Linked DNA regions of Oryctolagus cuniculus: regions 1 and 3 are each linked to region 2. A link is a contact called in public Hi-C data. All regions are on one chromosome and are shown on one strand. The core of a region is the stretch at or near the end of the contact, and the rest is flanking DNA. Distances in the headings are between cores, read along the strand shown. Region 1 holds the start of SLC9A5 (solute carrier family 9 member A5). Region 2 holds the start of CES4A (carboxylesterase 4A). Region 3 holds the start of MATCAP1 (microtubule associated tyrosine carboxypeptidase 1).

Region 1 (3,656 bases), core at 353-2,852, 230 kb after region 2:
CGCCCCACCCCCACCCCAGTTTTCATCCTGAATGGGAGGTGACTTCTCACCTTGTTCAGGGCCCACCTCAGTTTGCTCCTCTGAAAAAGGACGAGATTGATAGGGGGCTACATGGAAGTCTGGAGGTGGGCAGTATGCTGCAGCCTTCCAGCTATAGCCTTGCAGTAGGGTCTGGCTTGGACACGCACCACTCCCCAGGACAATAATCTCCCCACCCCTCCCGCCAGCGCTCGGAGGCGGGGCTGGCCGCAGCCGGAGGAATGCAAGCTGGGGGCCTGGCGCCCCGAGCGCATTCCACGGGAGACCCCGGGCCCAGGGGGCAAGTTTACGCAACCGGGCGCCCTGCTGAGGCTGGGAGCAGGGGAGGCGCCCCCGCCGCCTCTCCCTCCTTTGCCACCCGTAGGAGCGGACTGGCTGGTGGGGAACCCTGGGGGGTGGTAGTAAGCCTCTGAGAGTCCCGGCCCGGAAACAGCGCGCCGGAAAGGGCTGACTGCGAGGGGCTGAAGGCTGCTAGCGGGCGGGGAGGGGAGGCTGGCCATATGGGAAAGGGCCTCTTCCCGCACCGGGCACAAGTCGGCTCCCGGGCGCTGGCGAACGAGGGCAGGCCGGCGGTTTAAAATTAGCCTGGCCCGCCCTCTCCCTTCCCGGCGCGGGCCGACGGGCGGCGGGTGTACCGGGAGGTGGAGCGGTGACTCTAGGGCTTTTCTCCTCCTCCCACGCTCCGCGTATCCCGGACCCGACCGCTCCCCCGGGACTCCACTCATCCCGTGGGAGTGAGTGCTCGCCGGCACTCCCAGGGCGAGCCCCCCACATGCGGGAGCAACCCTCAGCGGCAGGACCCAGCCCAGTCCTGACACCTCTCAAAGCCTTTGCCACCACCAGAGGCCCCCCAGGGCCCGCCCTTCCTCGTGGTCCCGCCTCCTCACCTGAAGCAGGTGGAGGCAGGTCCCTCCCTCGGCTCTGATCCCGGGTCCGCAACAGCCACCCTGAGTGGGGTAGCTGCCCAGGCAGTCAGGCAGCGAGTGGAGCCCGAGCATCTCCCCGGGCGTGCCCCACTTGGAGAAGCAGCCAGGGGGGAACAGACCGCAAGCTCCCATCTCCCCTCTGCAGTTTCCCCTCAACTTGGGATGGGGCCCCGGGCAGGCGAGGCAGCGGACCCTGTGCTCCCATCCAAGACCCTTCTGGGGCGAGTACTCGCTCCAGCCTCTCCCCGAGGGGCACCTCCCAGGGCTTTCAGGGAGCCGACTCTGAACCCCCTGATCGCCCCAACCTTTCTTCGACTCGCCTCTCACCTTGAGCGGCGCCCCGAGCAGGCGATGCAGCGTGGGTATCTGCGCGCCCAGGGGCAGTGCCCCGTCCAGAGTGCAGGTAGGGGCCCGGCGCGGCTCCGGGAAGTTGGCGCATGCGAAGGGGTCGGTGTCTTCCAGGTACTGCACCCTCACGGTCACCAGTGATGCCGGCTCTCCGTCCCCGCGGTCGTCCCCGCCGGCCATGGCTCTGCCACCGGCCTGGCCGCAGCTTCGAGTCAACTCTCTCTGCTGTTTGGTCCGGGCCGGGCCGGACGCCTCCTGAGGGGCGGGGCTGGGGGGAGGCGAGGAAGAGGGTGGAGCCAAGACGAGGCCCTGGCGGCTCGGGGGGCGGGTACGGAGAGCCACTGCCGGAGGCGGGACTTACGCCAGCCACTCAGAAGGCCCGGTGGTGATCCCGTTAGTTCAGGGGCTAGGAGGGCGGGAAAGCCCGGGACCGCGCCCCGCCCCCGAGAGGGCCCTGAGAGCGGTAGGGTTTCTTTGGGCTCGGAGTAGGTGAGGCCGCGCCCTCTTTGAGGGCAGGTTGGAGGAAAGCTTCTTCAGACAGAGGCTGGCCAGGTTTCCTTCAGTTTAGGAACTAAACGGCCTTCGTTCTTTCAGTTTTCGGACGGATTGGATGCGTCGCTCTCATTTGGGAAGAGCAGTGGGAGGGGTCCCTTTCCGTGCAGAGCAAGCAGTGAGAGATTTCACTCAGTTTGAAGGATCAGTTCAGTAACCGGTGGGATGCAGGGCAAGTGCACTTCAGGTCGGGGGCGGGAGGAGGGGAAGAATGGGATGAGCCAGTAGAAAATGTTCCCCTCTGGGGGAAGGGGTGGGATGGGTGCCCCCAGCCTGGATGCAAAATGGAGATGACCTCTGGGGCGAGATGAGTCGAATGCCCCTGAAATTTGTGGAAAATGTGGGTGGACCCCTCCTAGATGAAAGATAATCAATAGGCTTGGTTTTCCATAGGTTTCCGCTTAGTTTCATGGAAAAGGTGGGAAGAGTTCCCTACAGTTTGAGGGAAGGGGACGCCCGGATGCCCCTCGTTTTGGGAGACGAAGAACAGCCTCCTGCTCAGCCTCAATGAGCTGCGCGCATTTTGGGCCTTGGAGTTTCCAGGGACGTTGGGGGCAGTGTCGTCCGTCATGGTTTTCTGCAAGCGCGCAGTGCGCGTGCGCAGCTTTGGTCCGGGCGGGGGCCCGAAGGGGGTCCCAGGCTCCAGACGGCGGCGCGCAAGGCGGGCGCACACTGCCCCCTGCCGTCTGCACCTGGCCGCGCCGGGGCCCGTGGTGTCAGCTGCAGGGGCTGGCTGCTGGCCGCCGGGAAGCACAAGCCAGGACGCCGCGCCACTCTTGCCCGGACCCCGCCTTCCGCGGACCCCCGCCCCTCCCATGGCGAGCTGCCCCTGGAGGGCGGTGGCTGCTCACCTCTGAGTCCGGGAGAGGGTTGATTTGGGGAAGATTTGGGCGGACGGACTCGAAGGAGTAGGTTGCGGGACTTGGGGGAGGGCTGCACTAGGGGATTTTTGCAGCAGGGACTGGTTTCGAGGGGATGGAGGAGGGGGTATCCACTACGGGCGTCCGGGGCAGGGTTTCAGAGTCTGGACCTGGCTTGGGGGTAACGGAGCCTGGATTGGGGGGTGCGGGTCCCACGTGCCTGTGACGCGGGGGCGCCCGGTAGGCGGCGGCGGCGGCGGCGGCGACGCGGGGCCGGCGGCCGTGCGGTGCGGGAGGGCGGCTGGGCAGGCTGCAGGATGCTGCGCGCCGCGGTGCCCCTGCTCGGGCTGCCCCTGGCGGGAGCGGGGATAACCGAAGAACCCACCCAAGAGCCGGGATCGCCGGGCGAACCGCCGCCAGGTTTGGCGCTCTTCCGGTGGCAGTGGCACGAGGTGGAGGCGCCCTACCTGGTGGCCCTGTGGATCCTGGTGGCCAGCCTGGCCAAAATCGGTGAGTGCGTTGTGTGCGTGTGTGGCGGGCCGGCTTCGGGCGGCGGACCCGCCCCCAAGCCTGGGGTCCCCAGATCCGGGCCGGTTTCTCCCACATTGCTGGGACTTGGGCTCCGATTCCACAAATCCGGGCTCCCACCCAGTTCCTGCGCCGCCTCTTGTGGGTGTCCCTCCTCCCCTCTCTCGTGGGAGCGCTGAGACTTTGCCTTCCCGAAGGGCTGCCCCCGCGCTCTCCAGCTCCATCTTTAGGCGCCTCTGCCCTCTCCGTTTCCCTTCCCCTGTGCCTAAGCCGTCCCCAGCCTGCTTCCCAGAAACCCCTGTCCGCGGCGAGGAACGAGGACGCTGGGGTGATGATGTGCTCCGGTAAATCCAGGCGTCCTGGTCCCGAGGAAGCGGCTGTCCTAGGAGACCACGTCCAGGCG
Region 2 (3,910 bases), core at 769-3,268:
GCTCCACTTCTGATCCAGCTCCCTGCCAATGCACCTGGGAAAGCAGCAGAAGATGGCACAAGTCCTTGGGCCCCTGCCACCCGTGTGGGAGACCTGGATGAAGTTCAAGGATCCTGAATTTGGGTTGGCCCAGCCTCAGCTCTCATGAACATTTGGTGAGTAAACCAATGTTTGAAGGCTCTGTCTTTCCCTCTGTTCTGTAACCCTGCCTTTCAAATAAATAAATACATTTTTAAAAAAAAAAAAGTGCTTTACCTACATGAACCTTCACTACAACCCTGAGAGATAAGTACTAATCAATTAGATAAGTATGCTAATTTGTAGAGATTGGAAACACTGAGATTCAGAGAAGCGAAGTGATTTGCTGAAGATCACACAGCCAGTAAGTGGCAGTGCACTAAGATACGCAGTGTGGCTTATCTGCGGTCCCCACTCTCCCCTTCTTCCCCCGTCCCCTCCGCTTGTGTTGGGGTGAGGCTGTTGTCAACAAGGCTGGAGGACACTCACTGTAAACGGGTTCTGTGTGCTTTGGATGGCCTCCCAGACCCAATTTCTCGGTCAAAGGGCGAAGGCAAGGTTAACGCTCTTGCTCCATGTGGTTCGGTAACTGGGAAAGGCCATGTCGCTCACGAGCTGAAGGCGAGGGGGCGATGGGGCGGGGACACTGACTGTGGCCTCCCTGGTGGACCTGGAGTCTCCAAGCCACAGCCGCCCGTAAGAGTTTCTTAGACACAGGTCTGAAGGCCATTTCCAGGATTCCAGGGCCCCCAGGCTGTTCCAGCTGGAGCAGGTGTTTGCGTGCTGTGCCAGGGAGGGGGCAGGGGAGCGAGCTGTTTCTGCGCCATGAACTCTCACCCACTTCCCTCCACTCAAGGCCGTGGGCATCTTCTTCATAAGCCCATGGCAGGGGTGGGGGGGCTGCCCACCATGAGGTGCTCGGCCAACCAGAGCCTGAGCCCACCCAGGGGAACACCTTACCTTATCAGGGTGGGGGGCACACCCCTGCTGGAGCAGGGCCAGGACAAGGATCTCCCATGTAGATCCTGCAGGACGGGTGGCCAAGGGTCAGCGGGGTGTGGAGCAGGCCTTCTTCAGAGAGACACAGAGCCTGGGCAGCAGTGACCAGGGGGAGATAGCACACTCCTGGGGGCCGAGAGGGGCTACCAGGATGGCAACTGTGGGAGAGGGGTCCCAAGTACAGGTTCCCTCTGAAGGCCCATGAAACTGACCATGACAGGAGAACGTGTTAGCCATCCACTGGTGTCCACAGAGCCAGCACAGAGCCAGCGGCCCAGGGTCCCAAGACCTGCCCTGCTCCTCACCCCTTGCCCTCACTGGCTTGGCAGCCTACCAGGGCCCCTTTCCCCAAAGGTGGACAGGGGCTCCAGGCTTTGCCAGGAGACAGGAAGAGGAGCAGCCTTACTTTGGAATGCAGGTGGAGCTGTCCTCTCTCCCTCCCCGCCCCCAACCCTTGCTCCTGCGACTTTAAACAGCAAACATGCCTTCCTTTGCTGGCTAACCCTTTGCCAGCTTTTCTTCCGAAGATTCCTTCTCGTCCAGGGAAACTTCCTTGCCACCGCCAGGCTCTGGACGCCCCCTGGGCTCCCATGTCCACCCAGACTGCGGTGAACCTGCAGACTGGTCGCCCCCAGCTCTGCTCCCCCGAGCTGGGCCGTGAGCCTGTGAGGGCAGCGGCCACGTTGACATCCCAGGCCGGGCGTGGAGTCCACTGCTCCCTGATGGTCCCAGCTGAGGCGTCTGGGATTTGTGAGGAAGGACAGGTAAGTGATTGTTTGAGCAAAGAGACCCTTCCAGCCCCAGAGAGGAAGCCCAGGGCCGCGTGGCCAATGGGCCAGGTGCTCTGCTCCGACCTTAGCACCTACTGTGCGCTCAGAGCCTGACTCACACTGGTTCACCTTCAGGCCATTGAGCAAACCAGACAGGGATTGCAGGCCGGCCAGTCGCTCACAAGAACCTAGAGCAGCCAGCGTCACCTGTCACCCCAAGGCAGGGACAAGGCTGTGGGCTGGACAGAAGCTGCTCCTAATTCCTTCCGCCCCAGTACCTGGGGATTAAGGGAAGATAAAAGTGGGACTGCCTGTGTTCACGTACTGCGGCTACCACCTGACACCCACAGTGATGACAGCACTCCGGCCCGTGGCCGACGCCAGCTGGAGCGTGAGCTGGAGCCTGCGCCTGGTCCTCGCCCTCTGCCTGATGGAGCAGACAGCCCTGGGTAAGACCCTCAGCCCTGCCTGAAGGTGTCAGCCCGCAGGGGTACGGGGACCCAGGGTCAGGCCCCTGCTCAACCTCTCCTGGGGAGGGCAGGGCGTGAGCGCAGACAAGTGCTGGGCAGAGGAAGAGTGACACTTCCAGGTGCTATTCCCTCCCCCAACCCCCCCCCCCAGCCCCGCTGGAATTTCTGCACAAGTCCACAGGGCTGGGTGGAAAGTGAGGAATGCCAGGACTGACACCACACCGGGCGGGCGGGGTGGGGGGTGGTGAGAACGTGGGGGGGGAGTGTATCTTTCCCGCCTTCCTCCTCTCAAGCCACAATCTTGCTTCTGCCTCCCTCTCCCTCCACAGGCCTCTTGGCCACCTGCAAGTTATTCTCCTGGGTCTTTGTTTCTTTTTAAAATCATTGTTACAGTTTTTACAAGTGCTTGTTAAGCTAGAAGATACATCCAACATGATGCACACCTGCTAGCTATACAGTTAGGTATAGCAGATATGACATCCTTTATATAATAATATGATATGCTACATGTAACCACCATCCAGATCAAAATCTGGGACATTTCCAGCTTCCCGTGTCAGTGCCTCAAAATTACCCTGGTGACCGTAAGTCACTTTTGCCTATGTGAATACATCATTTTTTAATTTGAAGGAAAGCTTGCTAAAACAACTTCTGGTATTCTGGTGCATTTTAGAAATCTTTTTATTGTACAATTAGACATAGCTGTGATGCTAGCACGTACATAATTAATACTTTGTGCTGTTTTTCACTCAGAATCTTACCAAAAGCAGTTTGTAGTTTGGGTTTCTAGCTATGTTTACTTTGCCCAGTTATAAAGGATGCTTCCAGTGTTCCTTAAGGTAAATAGAGGATGACGATTCAGAAAGGTTGTTGCTTTCTGGTTCTGTTTTCTAATTAAGAGACACAGAGGTGGCCGGCACCATGGCTCAATAGGCTAATCCTCCTCCTGCGGCGCCAGCACACGGGGTTCTAGTCCCGGTCGGGGCACCGGATTCTATCCCGGTTGCCCCTCTTCCAGGCCAGCTCTCTTCTGTGGCCCGGGAGTACAGTGGAGGATGGCCCAAGTGCTTGGGCCCTGCACCCCATGGGAGACCAGGAGAAGTACCTGGCTCCTGGCTTCGGATCAGCGCTATGTGCCAGCCGCAGCGCGCCGGCCACGGCAGCCATTGGAGGGTGAACCAATGGCAAAGGAAGACCTTTCTCTCTGTCTCCCTCTCTCTTACTGTCCACTCTGCCTGTCAAAAAAAAAGAGAGAGAGACACAGAGATAGCTCCCATTCACTACTTCACTCTGCAAATGCCCACAACAGGAAGCCAAGATCTGGAAACTCCATCCAGGTCTCCCACATGGGTGCCAGGAACCCAGCTGCTTGAACCATCACCACTGCCTCCCAGGGTCTGCAATAGCAGGAAGCTGGAGAAAGGAGCCCCAGCTGGATATGGAAGCCACACCCCGAGCTTCTTAATCAGTGTCTATTTTAATTGCCAGGCCAAACACCTGCTCCAAGGTTTCTGCTTTGATGTGTTTCTACTCGCACAGGGGAGGGACTCTGAAGTGGAATTATTGAGGCATATGAAATTTTCACGGTTCTTTATACATTTTGCCCAACTGTTTTCCCAAGACACTGTGTCAATTTGTCTTCCTCCAGCAGCA
Region 3 (3,992 bases), core at 1,319-3,818, 170 kb after region 2:
ATTCACTCCAAACAAGCATAAGTCTCTTGTTCTCCATCAAAATAGATCTGATCGGGCCGGCGCTGTGGCTCAGTGGGTTAACACCCTGGCCTGAAGCACTGGCATCCCATTTGGGCACCCGTTCTAGTCCCAGCTGCTCCACTTCCAGTCCAGCTCTCTGCTATGGCCTGGGAAAGCAGTAGAAGATGGCCCAAGTCCTTGAGCCCCTGCACCCATGTGGGAGACCCGGAAGAAGCTCCTGGCTCCTGGCTTCGGATCAGTGCAGCTCTGGCCATTGTGGCCAATTGGGGAGTGAACCAGCAGATGGAAGACACCTCTCTCTCTGCCTCTCCTCTCTCTGTGTAATTCTGACTTTCAAATAAATAAATAAATCTTAAAAAAAAATAGATCTGATCAAGGCTAGCAATGTGGTGCAGTGGGTTAAGCTGCCACTTGCAACACTGACACCCCATCCTGGAGCACGGGTTCAAGTCCCGGCTGCTCTGCTTCCAAATCCAGCTCCCCGTAATGTTCCCGGGGAGGCAGCAGAAGCTGACCAGGCACATGGGCTGCTGCCAGCCACGTAGGAAACCAGGATGGACTTCTTGGCTCCTGGCTTCAGCCTGCACCAGCCCCAGCCATTTGGGGAGTAAACCAATGGATGGTTCCCCCCTACACCTATCCTCCCTCCTTCACTTCCTCCCCTCCCCATCATTCTACCTTTCAAATAAATGTTTTAAAGATTTATTTATTTTTATTTGAAAGGTAGAGTTACAGGCAGAGAGAGAGAGAGAGGTTCTCCATCCACTAGTTCAATCCCCAAATGGCTGCAACGGCTGTAGCTTGGCCGATCTGAAGCCTGGGGCCAGGAGCTTCTTCTGGGTCTCCCACATGGGTGCAGGGGCCCAAGGACTTGGGCCATCTTCTACTGCTTTTCCAGGCCATAGCAGAGAGCTGGATAGGAAGAGGAACAGCCAGGACTAGAACCAGCACCCATACGGGATGCCGGCACTGCAGACAGAAGCTTTTACCCGCCGCGCCATAGCACTGGCCCCCAGTAAATCATTTTTTAAAACACCTATCTGAACAAGGTCACTGCTGGTGCTCACATTGACCAGCAGCACCTGACACAGCTATCACTTTATCCTTCTGACTTTCCCAACACACTCCCACTTAGTTCTCCTACTTCCCCGGCATTCCTTCCTGGTCTTCCCTGCTGGCCATCCCATCCCCCCAATCTCTTAACTCGGTAAAGCCTCGGGGCTTGTCCTGGGGGACTTCTCTCCATCTGTGCTCACGCCTCAGTGGGTCATACACTCTCCGGTTCACAACGCACCAGCTCCCACTCCTGCCATAAACTTCAGACCAGCGTCGCCAGTTCCAATGCAGCAGCTTTACTCGACTGCTCAAACACGCGCCCTGTGTGAAACCCACCCCGCCTTCCTCCACAACAGCACGGGTCACGCACTTCCCTCAAATCTCTACACAAGTACCGCGTTACTGGAAAAGCGTCTGCAACACAGCTCCTACGAAACGCAAAGCCTCCCCCGCGCCCCGCCACGGTTCTCACCCTCTGAAGTTGAATGCAAGAGCCCTTCTCCTGCTCAGAACTAGAACTGTTCCTTCTCTGGGCTTTGCATCCCCAACCGGAACCGACCTCCCCCCAGCCACTGCCCTCCACTCCGCCGGTGGCCAGCTGCTGCAAGATTCCTGGCCCCAGGTTTCACTCACTCCCCTCAACTAACTACACTGTTCTGCACTCCCTCCTCACTGGTCTTGGGCCACTCCCTGGGCCAGTCTCCGCCATCTCCCCGTCTTTCTTCCAACCTACCTCCTTGCGATCGCCAGAATGCGACTGTTTCTTTCACATCTCAGGTGCTTCCGCCAAGAATGCCCTCGCAATGTCTGCCTGAAGCCAACACTCAACCATTCTTCAGGGCTTGGTTTAGGCCTCCCCTCCTCCGGGAAGGCTGCCCGGCGCCCAGAGGGTCCTAGTGCCTTGGCGGCTTCTTTAGCACCCTAGGGTGTCACTGTCAGAGCCTAGGTCTGTGCGCCCCCCACCGTCCCCCGAACTTCCCGAGGGCAGCGACGCGTCGGGTTCACCTCCAGTTCCAAGCAGCCAGCACGAGATGCAGAATGAATGGAGGCTGGATGGAAGGGGAGGAGCCCGCGACTGCTGAAGGCGGGGTCCGGTGACAAGAGAGAGGGTGTGGCCTGCGCCAATAAGAAATCCCGGGAGAAGATAACGTGGCAGAAGAGCCAATGAAGACCGAAAGATCGAGGGGGGCCGGGACCTGTAGCCAATAAACGGCGGAGGAGAGAACGAAGGGCGTGCCCAATGGAGGGTGGGGCCAGAAGACAATGGCGAGGGGCTTCTCCGGTAGAGGAGGAGGGGTAGCGCGCCGCGCATTGTCTTGGCCTTTCCTGGGGGTTCTGTCCGCGTGCCGCGCCCCCACCTGTTCGCTTCGCCTCGGGCCGCCCGCCGTTCCGCTTCTCAACGCCGGCCGCTCGCCGCCCAGCCCGCGGGAGCCGACGCAGGCGACGCACACACTCGGGCGCGCGCGCGCTCTTACGAAGGCGAGTGGGTTCGCGTCAGACTGCGCGCCAGCGCGCGCCCGAGACCACCGCGGGTGGAGCCTGGCGGGGCTCGGGGGCGGAGTCCAGGGCCGCCGAGCCCCTGGCCCACCGTCTCCGCGCGGCGGCGCGGGGGTGGGACCCACACGGAGGAGCGGAGTCTGAGCCCACGCGGCGCTCCGGCGTGCGAGGACTGGAGCCAGGACACCTCAGACGTGGACACCCTAACCCCAGCGGGCACCTGTATTTGCTCCCCACTTCCCCAACACAGATTGCAGGCATACGGGGGAGGGGGCATGGATTTCTTTATTCTGCAGGCTGACCAGCGGCGTCAGGCGCAGGGCCCCGAGGGGAGGCAGGAAGATGCGGAGGGCGTGGGCGCTGGCACGAGGCTGAAGAGGGCCCGGCGGCCCGTGGGGGGCGAGGGCGGCGGGCCCGCCTGCAGGGAGCTGAGCGCGGCCTGGCGCTGCTCCCGGGAGACGTCCCCGCGCAGATCCAAGAGGGCAGAGACGTGGTCCTCGCTGCGGGGGCGCCGGGAAGGTGCGTCAGCCCCACCCGGTCCCCCCACCCCACCCTGAGCGCCTCCTCCCTCCCCGCCCGCCGCCCCCGCACCTCACGTCGGGAAATTGCTGCCGCAGGCCAGCCACCTCGAGGCCGAGTAGTGCGGGGTCGCGGAGGCTCAGCAGCTCCCTCAGCGCGAGCAGCACCGGCGCGCAGTGCGCGCTCTCCTCCAGGCCCTGCGCACGTCGGCATAGGGTTCGGCCCTGGCCCTCGGCCCCCGGCCCCTCCGCCCGCCCCACAAGCTCTTACCAGACCCAGGAACAGCTCGCGGAGCTGGGCGGCGTCGTGCTGCAGGCGCTCGGCCGCCTGGGCCCGCTGTTCGGCGCCGCGGCACACGAGGCGGCCCTGCATTAGCGCGCGCAGGTACTGCAGCACCACGGCGCGCTCCACCTCGGCCAGCAGCTGCTGCGGGCAAGGCGATCGCGTGGGTGCAGGTCACCTTTCTCCTGCGCGATGCCCCTGTCCCACTTTTCTCCCCCGACGCACCTGCACCGCTGGGTTCCGCACGCGCCAGAAGTCCCGGCAGAAGTGCGCCGTGCGCTCACACACGCCGTCCAGCAGCTCCGAGCTCGACAGCCACTGGCGCGAGGGCAGAGCCGCGAACAGGGGCTGCGGGGGGCGGGGGGCGGAGGTGGGGCTGGAAAAATGACCCAGACCCAGGCACTCCCCGCAGAGAACCACGCACCTACGCTGTTTCTTCACTGCCAACCTCATCCCGAGACCCCAAGGGAGCCTCACCTGGAGCTCCACCAACAGCGCCTCCAACACCAGGCGACAGATCCTCCTCTGCAGCTCGTCCAGCGCGGCTTCTACCGGAGCCAAGGCTCCCGGAGCCGCCCCGTCGGGCTGTAGCACCGACACCGAGGAGCTGGACAGAC

The links. Hi-C and Micro-C count contacts between places; a contact is called where the count stands out from the background.
Region 1: a contact with region 2 is called in a Hi-C map of skin fibroblasts, with 2.8 times the contacts expected there. The contact joins the promoter of SLC9A5 here to the promoter of CES4A in region 2. A contact is called at or near these places in 3 of 6 Hi-C or Micro-C datasets (ear pinna, skin fibroblasts and an unstated tissue).
Region 3: a Hi-C map of an unstated tissue shows a contact between it and region 2, with 2.5 times the contacts expected there. The contact joins the promoter of MATCAP1 here to the promoter of CES4A in region 2. A contact is called at or near these places in 2 of 6 Hi-C or Micro-C datasets (ear pinna and an unstated tissue).

The regions. Positions count from the first base shown.
Region 1 is chr18:50,529,804-50,533,459 of mOryCun1.1, forward strand. SLC9A5 (solute carrier family 9 member A5) reads left to right here and starts at 1,603. Exons shown (of 13, transcript XM_070062595.1): 1 at 1,603-3,235. The coding sequence starts at 3,043. It overlaps FHOD1 (formin homology 2 domain containing 1), which reads right to left and starts at 1,580. Exons shown (of 24, transcript XM_008257450.4): 1 at 1,293-1,580. The coding sequence starts at 1,493.
Region 2 is chr18:50,301,949-50,305,858 of mOryCun1.1, forward strand. It overlaps CES4A (carboxylesterase 4A), which reads left to right and starts at 2,019. Exons shown (of 14, transcript XM_002711648.5): 1 at 2,019-2,236. The coding sequence starts at 2,140.
Region 3 is chr18:50,476,230-50,480,221 of mOryCun1.1, forward strand. MATCAP1 (microtubule associated tyrosine carboxypeptidase 1) reads right to left here and starts at 2,569. Exons shown (of 7, transcript XM_051847186.2): 1 at 2,436-2,569. It overlaps EXOC3L1 (exocyst complex component 3 like 1), which reads right to left. Exons shown (of 14, transcript XM_070062596.1): 10 at 3,853-3,982; 11 at 3,601-3,723; 12 at 3,364-3,519; 13 at 3,166-3,290; 14 at 2,842-3,074. The coding sequence ends at 2,885. It overlaps LOC127491360 (a long non-coding RNA gene), which reads left to right and starts at 2,956. Exons shown (of 2, transcript XR_007920018.2): 1 at 2,956-3,093; 2 at 3,788-3,992.